Linked DNA regions of Macaca mulatta: region 1 is linked to region 2. A link is a contact called in public Hi-C data. All regions are on one chromosome and are shown on one strand. Each heading gives the region's core, a stretch centred on a gene start, on an enhancer-like site or on the middle of the called end of the contact. The rest is flanking DNA. Distances are from core to core; before and after follow the strand shown. Region 1 holds the start of GRIN2D (glutamate ionotropic receptor NMDA type subunit 2D). Region 2 holds the start of EMP3 (epithelial membrane protein 3).

Region 1 (6,731 bases), core at 2,318-4,817, 63 kb before region 2:
AGAATATCCCTGGGTGACCTTACCCTTCACCCTGACCACAGACCCCTAACCCATTTTGTCCCCTTACTCTTGCCCCTGTCCCCTCATTCTCAAAGCAAGAGAGTCATGGCCCCAGCTGGGATGTGGGGTTGGGGGGCACAGCTGTGGAGAGCTGGGTGGGGCGGAGGGGTCCCTGGCACCCAGCCTGGAGCAATTTGGTAAATTAGAAGAAATACAGCCTTTCTTCCTGTGTCCCCTGTTGAATACTAGCCGCCTGGGGTGGTTGGGCTGGAAGCCAGGCTCCTGGGTCCTGCCTGGGACTGAGGGAGGAGGGCACTGGGAGTCTGGACTCCTGGTTCCCAGAGAAGGACTGGAGTCTGCACTAGGGGCTTCCTGAAGGGGTGAGGGTCCAGACAGGGAAGGGTTCTCTCCTGGCTGTCAGGCTCCTGTCCAGTTGCCATGGTAGCGCAGGCCTCGTCCACCCCACAGCCAGCCAGGGTGGGGGAAAGGCCCACCCCCACCCCCCTGCCTCGAGACCACAGCCCCTCCCCTCTGCCCACCACCTCACCTTCCCAGAGATCGCGGCCCCTGTCTCCCCAGGGAAGGGGGTGGGGGCTCCTAGTATGCCCATCCCTCCCCAGTCCTGGCTCCTCTTCGCCCCTCCTCTCCATTGCCCTTCCCCAAGCAGCTGGCTCAATCAGCGCTCAGAATAACCCCCCCACTCCGCCCCAAAATAACCCACAGCTGTGGCCTGGCCCCCGCGGGGTTAACACTCGCGCTCCCCTCCCTTCCCAGTGGCTGCTCACCCTCCAGCCCCTCCTCTGCCTCTCCCAGACCCACCCCTACCTGGCTTCTGCTCTTAGGGACCCCGGGTCCTGCTCCCTGCCGAGGCCCAGGAGGGCAGCCCCTGGCCCCACCCTTCTCACAGGGGCTGCATGCTCAGTTCCTTCCCACAGGGATTAGGGAGAGCAGCCTCCCCCACTCCAGGGACAGAGGAGGGACATCCCCAGTCCTCCAGGACTCTGAAGGCCCAGCCCCCAGAACCCACGCCCTCAGGGATCACAGAGTCCAGCCTCTCGACACCCCCCACCCCCACCCTCGCCTCCATCTCCACCTCCTCATGAGCCTCCGTTTCCACTTCCATCTGCACAAGGCTAAAGTCCCTGACTCTCATCCCCTGCCCTGTCAGGGACTCAGGAGACTGAGCTCCCAGCCTGTCCTTCCTCAGTCAGAAGCGCTATCCCCTACCTCCTCCCATAAAGACCCAGGAGTCCTTCCGGCAGACCCTTCCTCCCCCAGGCCTTGGGAGTCTGGGCATTCGGTCCTATTCTTTCCCAGGACCCAGGAGGCTGGGCCCTCCTGCCCCGAGACTCTGGAACTCCAGTGCCCAGCCTCCTCTCCCCGCAGGAACCAAGAGTCCAGGTCCCCAGCTCCCCTCTTCCCCCAAGGACCCAGGAGTCTGGGTTCCCACTCTTCTCCTCCCTTAAGGTTTCAAACCCCATCATTCCCAACATCCTGGGTGCCCCCCCCAGCCCCAGCCTCCCTAGTCACCCCACTTAGATCCTGTACATAGCACAGCCTGTCCCCAAGCGGGGAGGAGGAGGAGGGTGCCAGAAATTCCTAGGGTGTCCCTGTCTTCATTGCCCCCCACAGCATCCAACACAGAATAGAGAAGCGGCCACTTTGATCAACAGCTCCCCCCCGCAACCTCGAGTTGTGCTGCAGACGGCATCCCGTTTCCTCCCCCCATCACCCCCCAACACACACAACACCGGTCTCTCCCCACCCGAATCCTGATGCTTGGAAGAGGCTGTAAGGGTGTTCCAGAACCTTGAGGAAGGGGTGGGAGCTTGGGGCGAGGGGTGCTGGGGGCCTGGATGCCCTCAAGGTCCTTGGCAGGGGTATTAATAGCAGACTCATAGCTCTGACATGGGAGGGGAGAGCGAGAGGAGAGAGGGAGAGGGCCGGCCGGCGATGGGGAGGACTGATGCAGGGAGGGGGGTACAGGGAGAAGTGAGATAGATGGAGGCACAGGGATATGGGGCATCAGGTATGTGCGGCTGGGGAGAGGGAGTCAAGTGTCAGAGAAATGGGGGGCGTGAAAGGTCTGAGGTGTAGGGACCTAGGAAAAAGGGGCTCAGAGAGGGAGAGAGAGACAGGGTGGAGGAGAGTCCCTGAGGGACAGGGGAGCTAGGTGGGGGTCAAGACCCCTGCCCACCATTCAACCCCCCTCCCTCCAAGAGGCTCCTGGCCAACTTCCCCTGTCCTAGATTTGGGGGTCCACATTTCCCACCACCACCCCTGCATCCCCTGTCCCCGCCTTACCTTTTCATGACCCTGTTCTGTTGGGGGGATGGTGGGGGGGCCAGGACCGGAACCCGGTGTCCAGTGACCCCAAGATTCCGAGGAGGGCTCAGAGAGCCGATGTCGGGGGGCAGGCCCCGGGGCGGCAGCAGTGGTGGTGGCGGCAGCAGCGGCAGCCCAGACCTCCTGTCTGTCCCTGGCTCCGTCTCTCCTTCCTCTTCCTTGGTCCTGTCCTGCCCTGTCTCTCCCCCAAGGTTGCGGCCACCTGGACTAGGCGAGGACGTGGCTACACATGTTGCTCTGGAAGTTGGGCCCCGGACATTGCGGAGGCTGTCGGGGTGTCCTCTTGCTGCCCCGACCCCGTGGGGATCCCCCCTCCGCCCACCCGGGGTGCCCCCCTCTGCCGCTTCAGCCCCGGCTCCTCCCCCCTTTCCATGTGTCCAGTCCCGCCTCTCCCTGGCTCACTCGCACCCCCGCTTTGTGCCCTCAGCCCCCCCACCCCCCCTTCCAGCGTCTGTGTCTGTCTGTCTGTCTGGGTCACCTCTGAAGCTGGTGGCTAGTGTGTGTGTGTGTGTGAGGAGCGGGAGATTGCCTGCTTAGGGAACTGCTTTTCCCTTCCTCGCTTGGCCACCTCCAGACCCCCCCAGATACCCCCACTCTCAAACACAGGCAGAAACACACACACGCACACATGCACGACCTCACTTCCCTGGGATTCCCCAACACCCCCAGAGCTTGAGGAGGGACACACACAGACACACACACACAGAGTGGGGGGTCTAATGGGGGCCAGGCTGCCACTGCCAATAGGGGCTGTTTGGACAGACAGGAGGACACAGGCAGCCGGGGACGCCCAGACGCCTGGCCGGACGCAGGCAGGAGGCACAGAACCCAGGTACACACCATCCATCTGGCTTTGGGGGGGCCGGGGGGAAGGAGTGGGGGCCCCATGACACCCAGGCAGGCGGCTCAGGGTCGGTATAGACAGACAGACCCCTCCCTCCCTCCACCGCCGCAGCGCTTACAGACACACCCCCCCTCCACCAGCCAGCCTCAGACACCCGGACATACAGATCCTCACCGGGCAGATGGCAGACGCTCAAGAGACCCCTGGGGGCCAGGCGGACCCACCCAGGCGACACCCCCCAGCAGGGCACCGGTGGCCGAGGGAGGCTGCGGGAGGCTGCGGGCGAGGGTGGCGGCGGCGGCCGCTGCTTGGAGGAGCCGGAGCGGGAGGGACTCACACACTTGCTGTGTTCTCGCACACACACACTCACTCGGGATGCGATTAACATTCAGTCCCCGTCCGCCACTGCCGGGAGACCCACAGCCCCCCCTCCTGGCCTCCCTGGGGACCCCTCCTCCTGCTAGGCTTGGGGAGGGGGCCGCCCCCCACCCCGGCTACCAGCCTCTGCCTTCCTCCTGGGACAGGGGAGTGAGGGGCTGAAAATAAAACGGAAGGAAGAAGTCGGGTTGGGGACTGAGCAGGGACTCAGAACCCGGTATGGAGACATCAGCTTCAGAGCTAGACTTCAGGTCTGGGGGTTGTTGCCTTCTGCCCCATCCCTGCCTTGAGGCTCTGGAAACAGGAGGCCTTTCCCTGACTTCAGTGTTCGCCATACTAAGACCCAATCTGTGGCTTTTATTGCCCCACAAGGCCAGGCCTGCAAACCAGGTCTCCGCCGTGGACCCAGGAGTCCCGCCCCCCAGTCCCTTCTCCCTCAGACCCAGGAGTCCCCTCTCCACTGGGACCCAGGGATTTGGGGCCCGCCTCCAAGTCAGAGTCTCTTTCAAGGACTCTGTCATCCACTCTCCCCCAGTACAAGCCACCTTCAGGGACCCAAGACTCGTGGATGTCCCCCTTGGACCCAGTCCTTCCAACCCTCTGAAGAAACCAACATGCCTGCTCCCCTTCTTTTATTGAGGGACCCTGGCCTCCATCACCTGTGGGTACCCCATCATCCAGAAGGGAAGCAGCATCTGTCTCCTCGTAGACGCAGGAGTCCAGACCACAGGCTGTTCCCCGAGGGTCCCACACCCAGATGCCCACTATTCCCCTCCTAGGGGGCTGGGCCCGGCACTTTTATAAAGCCACCGGTGCGGCTCTAGGGTAGAGCATGGGGCAGGACCGCTGGGCCTCTGTGGGTGGAAGAGGGTGTGTGTGTGTGTGGGCAGGGCAGAAATTCTGGAGCAGGGAGGAAGCCAGGGCCAGGGGCTCCTGAGATAGTTTGGGTCAGAGTTTCAGCCTTGAGCTTCCTGGGTGGGGTTCCTGTTTCCTTCATCCTCAAGGTCTGGGAGAGCAGAGTGAGGTGCACATTCCTGAAAAAGAAGAGAATCAGGGCCTAAATGTGTGGGTCGTACAGGGAGAAAGAAACCGTAGATCTAGATTCTTAAGGTTAGGAAGCTTGAGCCATAAGATGGTGGGGGTGGGACCCTAAGTTCCAAAGAACAGCATCCTAGGAGGGAAAAGGGCTGCGGCCCTGGACTGCTGAGTCTCAGGGAGGAGGGGCTGGGGCCCTGGACTCCTGGGTCTGAGGGAGGAGGGGCTGGGGGTCTGGACTCCTGGGTCTGAGGGAGGAGGGGCTGGGGGTCTGGACTCCTGGGTCTGAGGGAGGAGGGGCTGGGGGCCTGGACTCTTGGGTCTGAGGGAGGAGGGGCTGGGGCCTGGACTCTTGGGTCTGAGGGCTGGGTGTCTGGACTCCTGGGTCTGAGGGAGGAGGGCTGGGTGTCTGGACTCCTGGGTCTGAGGGAGGAGGGGCTGTGGGGACTGGACCCCTGGGTCTGAGGGAGGAGGGGCTGGAGGCCTGGACTCCTGGGTCTGAGGGAGGAGGGCTGGGTGTCTGGATTTCTGGGTCTGAGTGAGGAGGACCTGGGGGTCTTGAACTCCTGGGTCTGAGGGAGGAGGGGCTGGGGGCCTGGACTCCTGGGTCTGAGGGAGGAGGGGCTGGGGGCCTGGACTCCTGGGTCTGAGGGAGGAGGGGCTGGGGGCCTGGACTCCTGGGTCTGAGGGAGGAGGGGGTTGGGGGCCTGGACTCCTGGGTCTGAGGGAGGAGGGGCTGGGGATCTGGACTCCTGGATCTGAGGGAGGAGGGGCTGGGGGCCTGGACTCCTGGGTCTGAGGGAGGAGGGGCTGGGGGCCCTGGACTCCTGGGTCTGAGGGAGGAGGGAGCTGGGGCCTGGACTCCTGGGTCTGAGGGAGGAGGGGCTGGGGGCCTGGACTCCTGGGTCTGAGGGAGGAGGGGCTGGGGGCCTGGACTTCTGGGTCTGAGGGAGGAGGGGCTGGGGGCCTGGACTCCTGGGTCTGAGGGAGGAGGGGCTGGGGACCTAGACTGCTGGGTCTGACGAACGGGCTGGGGCCTTGAGTCCTGGGTCTAGGGGAGGAAGTGGGTGGGGTATCTTTCTTGTCTTCTGGGGGATTGGAGCTAGAGTGCCTGAAAGGGGCAGAAGCTGGCAGCTGAGCCTCTGGGTTCCTGCAGGATTTTTAAAGCTCAGAGGGCAGCCTCTACATCCCTGCAAGGGCTGAGGGTGGTGTACTAGACTGCGTCCCTTCCAGAGACACAGACTGCCTGGGCAAGCCGGTGCCGGATTTGGCACTTTCCGAACCCTGCGACCCTCCCAAGTTCCTAAGGGGCAGCTTTGGGGGTGCATTTAGCGCCGCTACGGCAAAGCAGGAGGTGGACGATAGGGGGCGCCGGGGATCCGGGCCCCGCCCTCGGGGGCGGAGCCTCCCGGCCCGGACTCCTCCCCCTCCCGCTCTCCTCCCTCTTCCCGGCTCCAGCTCCGCCGCCAGCTCCGGCCTTTGCTCCCCCTCCCAGAGTCCCCTCCCCGGAGCGGAGCCCACCTAGGGTCCCTCTCCCTTTCCCCCAGCCCAGCCTCCCGTTCAGACCAGCAGCCTCGGGGGGCAGCCCCCCGCCAGCCTGCCTCCCTCCCACTCAGCCCTGCCAGGGCCCCCCAGCCATGAATCTCTTCCGATTCCTGGGAGACCTCTCCCACCTCCTCGCCATCATCTTGCTACTGCTCAAAATCTGGAAGTCCCGCTCGTGTGCCGGTGAGAGGCCCACCAGGGCTGGCGAAGGAGAGAGATTGAGGGCGGGGGTTGGGGGCGTCCCAGGACTCAGGCAGGGTTTGGGGGCACTAGGGGCACAGGTTCCACCCCCACTGCTTGCTGGGGGATCTCTCTTCTAGGTTCTGGGTCTCCAGGGGATCAGCTCCCTTCCCCAGACTGGCGGGGGTGCATACAGTTTGATGTGAATGGCTTTAGGCCCCCAATTCAGCCACCCCCAGCCTCAGTCTGGGCAGCCCGAGGGTTCACGGACCGGGAACAGGGAACCATGGCAGGCGGGGAGGTGGCTGTGAGTTGGTGACGTGGACCGTGGCGGCCAGGAAGGGAACGGGAGGAAGGTGACCAGATCGGGGGGCTGAGGTCAGGGGAGGTCCTCCCTAGGCCC
Region 2 (7,136 bases), core at 927-3,426:
CACTCCAGCCTGGGCAACAAGAGGAAAACTCCGTCTCAAAAAAAAGAAAAAAAAAGAAAAAAAACCAACACGTAGGTACATCCAGACAGGCGGGACATGCATTAGCCCTAGGCACTCAGCAACTCAGGCCTGGACCCCGCCCACTCCAACTTTGTTGGGGGAGGGTTCCCAATCTTGGTTCCCTGAGGACACTAAGGGTTTCTCTTCCCCTTTGAAGACCAGTCCCGCCGCCCTCACCCCTCACCATTCTCGCTGACGTTACTGCAGGCCCACGTTTTGGTGTCATTGTTCCACATGCAGTCGTACCAGAGATTCAGGGACTCTTTCCCGGGGAGAGTCCACCAGGACTGAGATGGACAGAGAATGAAACAAGGGGCAGGGTTAGGAAAGGGGAGGGGACAGGGTCAGGGAGACTGTGGGAAGGGCTGGGAAAAGGGTGGGGTATCTGGGATGGGGCAGAACTGGGGAGAGCTAGGATTTAGTATGAGATGGGGTAGGGTCAGGTTAGGGAGGAGGCATCGGAGGTAGAGCTAAAAGGGTTAACCTGGTGGTTCACGCCTGTAATCCCAGCACTGTGGGAGGCTGAGGCAGGCGGATCACTTGAGGCCAGGGGTTCGAGACCAGCCTGGGCAACATGGTGAAACCCCGTCTCTACCAAAATAAAAAAAATTAGCCGGGCGTGGTGGCAGGTGACTCTAATCTCAGTGCTCGTGGGGCTGGAGAATCGCTTGAACTGGGAGGCTAAGGTTGCAGTGAGCTGAGATCGCACCACTGCACTCCAGCCTGGGGGACAGAGTGAGACCCTGTCTCAAAATAAATAAAATAAAGGCCGGGCACGGTGGCTCAAGCCTGTAATCGCAGCACTTTGGGAGGCCGAGATGGGCGGATCACAAGGTCAGGAGATCGAGACCATCCTGGCTAACACGGTGAAACCCCGTCTCTACTAAAAAAAATACAAAAAACTAGCCGGGCGAGGTGGCGGGCGTCTGTAGTCCCAGCTACTCAGGAGGCTGAGGCAAGAGAATGGCGTAAACCCGGGAGGCAGAGCTTGCAGTGAGCTGAGATCCGGCCACTGCACTCCAGCCTGGGCGACAGAGCCAGACTCCGTCTCAAAAAAAATTAAAAAAAAAAAATAAATAAAATAAAATATAAAATAAATACTAGGTAAAGGGGCGGGGCCAGAGTGCCTTTAGAGGAGGGGCATGGCAAGATTCCAAAGGGGAGCAGAAGGGCCCTGAGCTCCAAATAGGCTTACCTTGTCCAAAGTGGCCACAAAAAGCAGGATGAGAATGAGGATGTGAAGGGCTGAGACCACCAGCAAGAGGAGTGACATGGCTGCGGTGGAAGCCTGGGGAGGGGGAGCAGGGGACGGAGTCTCAAGAGGTTGGCACAGCCCAGGCACAGTGGCTCACGCCTATAATCCCAGCACTTTGGGAGGCCGAGGCAGGCGGATCACTTGAGGTCAGGAGATCGAGACCAGCCTGGCCAACATGGTGAAACCCCATCTCTACTAAAAATACAAAATGAGCTGGGTGTGGTGGTGCACGCCTGTAATCCCAGCTACTCAGGAGGCTGAGACAGGAGAGTCACTGGAATCCGGGAGGCGAAGGTTGCAATGAGCCGAGATCATGCCATTGCACTCCAGCCTGGGTGACAGAACAAGACTCTGTCTCAAAAAAAAAAAAAAAAAAAAAAAAGGCACAAAGGCAGGTGAGATGTCTCCTGATGGAGGAAGGGCTTGGGTGCAGACTCCTGGGTCTCTCAGGGAGGAGGCCGCTGGGGCCTGGATTCCTGAGTTCCCCATTGGCTGGAGGGGTGGAGAGGGCCAGAGGTGGATTCTTGGGGTCCTTGAATGAGGAGGACTCACAATGTGGCTCCTTTCTCCCCAGAACCCTGTCTCTGGGTTACATACAGGCCAGATGGTGAAAATTCAAGTTGAGACCCCCGCCCCAAACCCTGATGTATCAGGATGGAGGAGCTGTCCCCAGCGACAGGCATCCTTGACTCACACCACTCCTCTCCTGGGGTGAGGGGAGGAGGGGGACCTGGTGAGTCATCTGGTGACTCATTCCTGCTCCCCCCCATCTCTAAGCACCAGGGAAACCCCAGCCTGTGGCTATGTCCACGAGGTCCTCACCCCACCCTGCTGCCAGACTGGTGATTGCTGGACATCTTCTGGAGGAAATGGATGGGATTCGCCTTGCGGGGAAGAGAGGCCTGAGAAGGAGTTAGCCTCCCAGGACCCTTTGGTGCCCAGGAACAGGGGACCTAGAGGTCTCCCAGATTTGGGGTGTTCTCATGCAATGCCCTGATCTCAGGGCCCTCAGAGGACAGTGGACACCGCTGAGGAAAAAACTGCAGGAAGTTTTCGGTGGAGGGCTCTGCTGGGACCCCAAAACTTTGCTGGGCCCCACCCCTTCCCATATCCCCACCTCAAGTGCTAAGAGATCACTTATTAAATGACAAGGATTTCCAAGAGTAAGGGGCGTCTCTCCCAGCCTGGGGGTGTCCTTCCCAAACTGCTACATTCCCAAGTAAATTAAGAAGTCCCAGCCCTGAATAACGGACTGGAAACTTACCGAGAGCCGCGAAAAAGTCAGAGCTGGAGTCGGTCTCGTCCCTCGCTCGGGCCTCCGTGCCCCGCCCTTCTCCTCCCTCCTTTCACCCTCCGGAGGCCCCCGCCTCTCTCACCGCCTTCCTCCCTTGCTCTCCCCTCCAATCCGGAACCCTTTCTCTCTCGCTCTCTCTCCTTCTGCCTCTCCTCTCTTCCTCCTGCCCTCACTGTCTGGGCCGCCTTCTCTCTTGCTCCCGTTTCTCTTTCTCTCCTCCTCGCAATATATACTGACCCTTTTATAAACCCACTCTCACCGCGCCCAGCTGAGGTCCGCCGCCAGTGGGAGGGCCCAGGCACTCCGGTTCCTCTTTCTTTGGGCCCCCACCCAATCCCCTCAGACAGACATCATCTGGGGCTCCCTCCCAGAGTTGAGAGGAGAAACTCTTGGAATGGGGCTCTGGGGAGGGGCAAGCGTCACGGGTGGGAGGGCCCGATTCTCAGGACCCTTGGGTTTTGAGGTCTTGTCTTGGGACCGGATGTCTGCTTTCCCTGATGGAGCCTGGGGCTGGATAGGAGTCTGGGAAAGGAGGCCAGATTTCTGTGGCATGCATTGAGATTGGGCTGATGAAGTTGGCCCCGTGGTGGGGGTTAGAGGATGGGAGATGAAGTTTGTGAAACTCGGCAGGACAATGTGGCTCACGCCTGTAATCCCAGCACTTTTGGGAGGCCGAGACGGGCAGATCATCTGAGGTCAGGAGCTCGAGACCAGCCTGGCCAACATGGTGGAAACCCGTCTCTATCAAAAATACAAAAATGAGCCGGGCGTGGTGGCGGGCGACTGTAATCCCAGCTACTCGGGAGGCTGAGCCACAAGAATCGCTTGAACGCGAGAGGTGGAGGCTGCAGTGAGCTGAGTTTGCACCACTGCCCTCCAGCCTGGGTGACAAAGTGAGACTCTGTGGCAAAAAAAAAAAAAAAAAAAAAAGGCCGGGCGCGGTGGCTCAAGCCTGTAATCCCAGCACTTTGGGAGGCCGAGACGGGTGGATCACGAGGTCAGGAGATCGAGACCATCCTGGCTAACATGGTGAAACCCCGTCTCTACTAAAAAATAACAAAAAACTAGCCGGGCGATGTGGCGCACGCCTGTAGTCCCAGCTACTCGGGAGGCTGAGGCAGGAGAATGGCGTGAACCCGGGAGGCGGAGCTTGCAGTGAGCTGAGATCCGGCCACTGCACTCCAGCCTGGGCGACAGAGCAAGACTCCGTCTCAAAAAAAAAAAAAAAAAAAAAAAAAAAAAAGAAATGCGTGAAACTCTGGAAGGCGGGGAGGAGGAGACAGAAGTTAAGAATCCCAGCGCCATCATTTCCTGGCTCAGTGACTTTGAGCCAATTATTTCACCCACCTGGGCTCCAGTATCTTAGTCTATGTCAAGAGTATAATAATACTGACAAAATACTAATACTGATAATAATAATTCTGATACTTATGCTGAATGAATAAGGTAATACTGGTACACTCACACACCTAAGCTGTTCCTTCATCAAACATTTATTGAACATGTACTCCGATCTAGGAGTTAATAATGAAAACAGACACGACCCCTGCTGGTATTATGGAGCTTGTCTTCTAGTAGAGGAAGACAGACAAGAGAAAACATCAATGATGAAGATAAATCTCAGCTAGGGATAACCGCCTTGCAAAACAAATACAATAGGGTGGACGCGGTGGCTCATGCCTGTAATCTCAGCACTTTGGGAGGCCGAGGCTGGAGGATCACCTGAGGTCGGGAGTTCAAGACCAGCCTGGCCAACATGGTGAAACCCTGTCTTTACTAAAAATACAAAAACTAGCTGGGCGTGGTAGTGGGCGCCTGTAATCCAAGCTACTCGGGAGGCTGAGACAGGAGAATTGCTTGAACCTGGGAGGTGGAGGTTGCAGTGAGCTGAAATCATGCTACTGCACTCCAGCCTGGGTGACAGAGCAAGACTCCATCTCAAAAAAAGAAAGAAAAAGAAATAAATAATAAATAAAACAGTGATGGAGATAATGACGGAGTGCAGGGGAGACTACTTGAAACAGGAGAATCAGGGAAGGCGTCTTGGAGGAGGTAAAATTTGAGCTGAAGACAGGAGTCATTTGAATGCTGGGGTCGGGGAGCGGTGGGGGGAAGTGGGGGGAAGAGGAAGTGCAAAAGCTCTTAAAGCTTTTGAGAACAAGCTCAGGTTGTTCAGGGAGCAGACAGAAGGGCCAGTGTGGCTGGCACATAGGGAGACAGAGGGAGTGGTAAGAAGGGAAATCAAAGGGTGCCCTTGAAGACTAGGGGAGGGGCTTGGATTTCATTCTAAATGTAGTGGGAAGCCATTAGGTTTTAACGGAGTGTAGTACCAAATATTTTTTTTTTTTTTTGAAATGAAGTCTCGCTCTGTCATCCAGGCTGGAGTGCAGTGGCATGATCTCAGCTCACTGCAACCTCCACCTCCTGGGTTCAAGCAATTCTCCTGCCTCAGCCTCCTGAGTAGCTGGGATTGCAGGTGCCCGCTACCATGCCCGGCCAATTTTTGTATTTTTAGTAGAGACGGGGTTTCTCCATATTGGCCAGGCTGGCCTCAAACTCCTGACCTCGTGATCTGCCCGCCTTGGCCTCCCAACGTGATGGGATTACAGGTGTGAGCCACCGTGCCCAGCCCCAAAGGTTTAATGTTAATTATTATTATTCATTTTGGGGATATTAAATTAGGATGGGGGGTGATGATTACTATGTACACGAGTCTCTGGGGAGGGGACCAGGTGTCCAAGACTCTGATAAATTGAGAGCAGGGGAATTCAAATCCTGGATCCAGGGAAAGGAACTGGATGATGGGATGTCTGGGTATCTGATGGGCCAGAGCTGGGTTTGGGATAGCTGTTGGTGATTTGAGGGATGGACAGTTCAGTGCCTGGCTGGGTACCCGGAGACCTGGAAGCTGGGATACCAGTATAGTACAGACTGTAGAGCCACACTGGTTGGACTCAAAATCCAAGCTGTTTTACTAATTGGCTGTGTAATTTTTGGCAAGTTACTAATAACTTCTTCTTTTTTTTTTTTTTTTTGAGACGGAGTCTCGCTCTGTCGCCCAGGCTGGAGTGCAGTGGCACGATCTCGGCTCACTGCAAGCTCCGCCTCCCGGGTTCACGCCATTCTCCTGCCTCAGCCTCCCGAGTAGCTGGGACTACAGGCGCCCACAACCGCGCCCGGCTAATTTTTTGTATTTTTAGTAGAGACGGGGTTTCACCGTGGTCTCGATCTCCTGACCTTGTGATCCGCCCGCCTCGGCCTCCCAAAGTGCTGGGATTACAGGCGTGAGCCACCGCGCCCGGCACTAATAACTTCTCTATGCCTCAGTTTCATCTGAAAAATAGATAATAGTAAATACATTATAGGGCAGTTCTTAGGGTAGTGCTAGTCATATCAGGCATTGGGGCTCTGAGTGGAGTCAGTACTGGGGGACCCTGATTCAGGGTCTCTAGGAGTTGGGGAAGGGGCAAATTCTTGGGTCCACTGGGTCTCAAGGCTAAAGTTGGGAATCGAAAATGAGGGTCCCTGGGGGAGAATAAATAGTTTCAAACTTAAGTGCCCGAGAGGGACAGAAACTGGGGTCTGCACTCAGATCCCTACGGAAGTTGCAAAGTCTGAGTCACTAAAGGAAAAATTAGGGGCTGGGGAGACATGTGTTCCTTTTGGAGTGCAGGAAAAGAGGGCTCCATCTTCTTGAGAGGACTAGGGGGAGCTAGGGGCTAGGAAGATGGAAACTTGAGCCGGGGAGGTGAAAAACACGAGTCTAGGACTCAGAATCAAGTTCTCTGAGTGGAATCGGCGCCAGGCTTGGGTACCATGGGGCTATTAGGGGGGTCCCCACGCTACGGCTATGTAGAAGGGGAAGAATCAGGGGATCTGAAGGTGGCGGCGGGATCTCCCCATCCTGGGCCTCCGAGACATTAAGCTGAGCTGAGCGTACGCAGGCCGCTTCCTCCCACAGGAAACCGCAGGCGTCGGGCACACCCAGCCTGCAGGGAGAGGCGCCCACTGCCCGCCCGCCCGGGGAGGCCCACGTGGGCAGCAGCCTCCGCGGAGGGGGCGTGCCTTACAGAGCGAGTGGGTGTAACCAGCGGGGGCGTGGCCGGAAAGCGGGGGCGGTACGGAGTGCCCGAGGCCCCGCCCGCTTCCGCCTTCCAGCGCGCGGACGTGGTAGGCGGCCAAGGGTTTTTGGCGGCTTCCCGGGAAGCCGTTGGTCGCGGTTGCGTAGTGAATCGCTGAGGCTGTGGTGAGCGCTCCTTCTCCCAGCAACTGGCGGCTTCGGCACCGCCTTCCTTCCTATGAATCCTTAATTTAATGTGGTCATAGTCATCTTAAGACATGCACCTCTTCGGCCCCGTCTTGTAGGACCTCGGCCTGGCCTGGAGGGCTTCCCTACAGGTCCCCGCAGGCTCTTTCAGCTCCCGCCGCTTCCAGGCCCGCGGTACTACCGAGACCTCAGCCTCGAGCTCCCCAGGACCGTTCCGACCTCCCGCAGACCTTCCAGACCTGAGCGCCTCCCGATTAGCC

What was found. A called contact is a pair of places that touch in the nucleus more often than the background predicts.
Region 1: a Hi-C map of cortical neurons shows a contact between it and region 2, with 4 times the contacts expected there. The contact joins the promoter of GRIN2D here to the promoter of EMP3 in region 2. A contact is called at or near these places in 3 of 14 Hi-C or Micro-C datasets (CD4 T cells, cortical neurons and liver).

Annotation. Positions count from the first base shown.
Region 1 is chr19:60,844,268-60,850,998 of T2T-MMU8v2.0, reverse strand. It overlaps GRIN2D (glutamate ionotropic receptor NMDA type subunit 2D), which reads right to left and starts at 3,567. Exons shown (of 14, transcript XM_015124463.3): 1 at 3,365-3,567; 2 at 2,305-2,583. It overlaps KDELR1 (KDEL endoplasmic reticulum protein retention receptor 1), which reads left to right and starts at 6,053. Exons shown (of 5, transcript NM_001261069.1): 1 at 6,053-6,331. The coding sequence starts at 6,241.
Region 2 is chr19:60,779,800-60,786,935 of T2T-MMU8v2.0, reverse strand. It overlaps EMP3 (epithelial membrane protein 3), which reads right to left and starts at 2,176. Exons shown (of 5, transcript NM_001194829.1): 1 at 2,138-2,176; 2 at 1,256-1,348; 3 at 245-347. The coding sequence starts at 1,333. It overlaps ODAD1 (outer dynein arm docking complex subunit 1), which reads left to right and starts at 6,757. Exons shown (of 16, transcript XM_077980594.1): 1 at 6,757-7,050.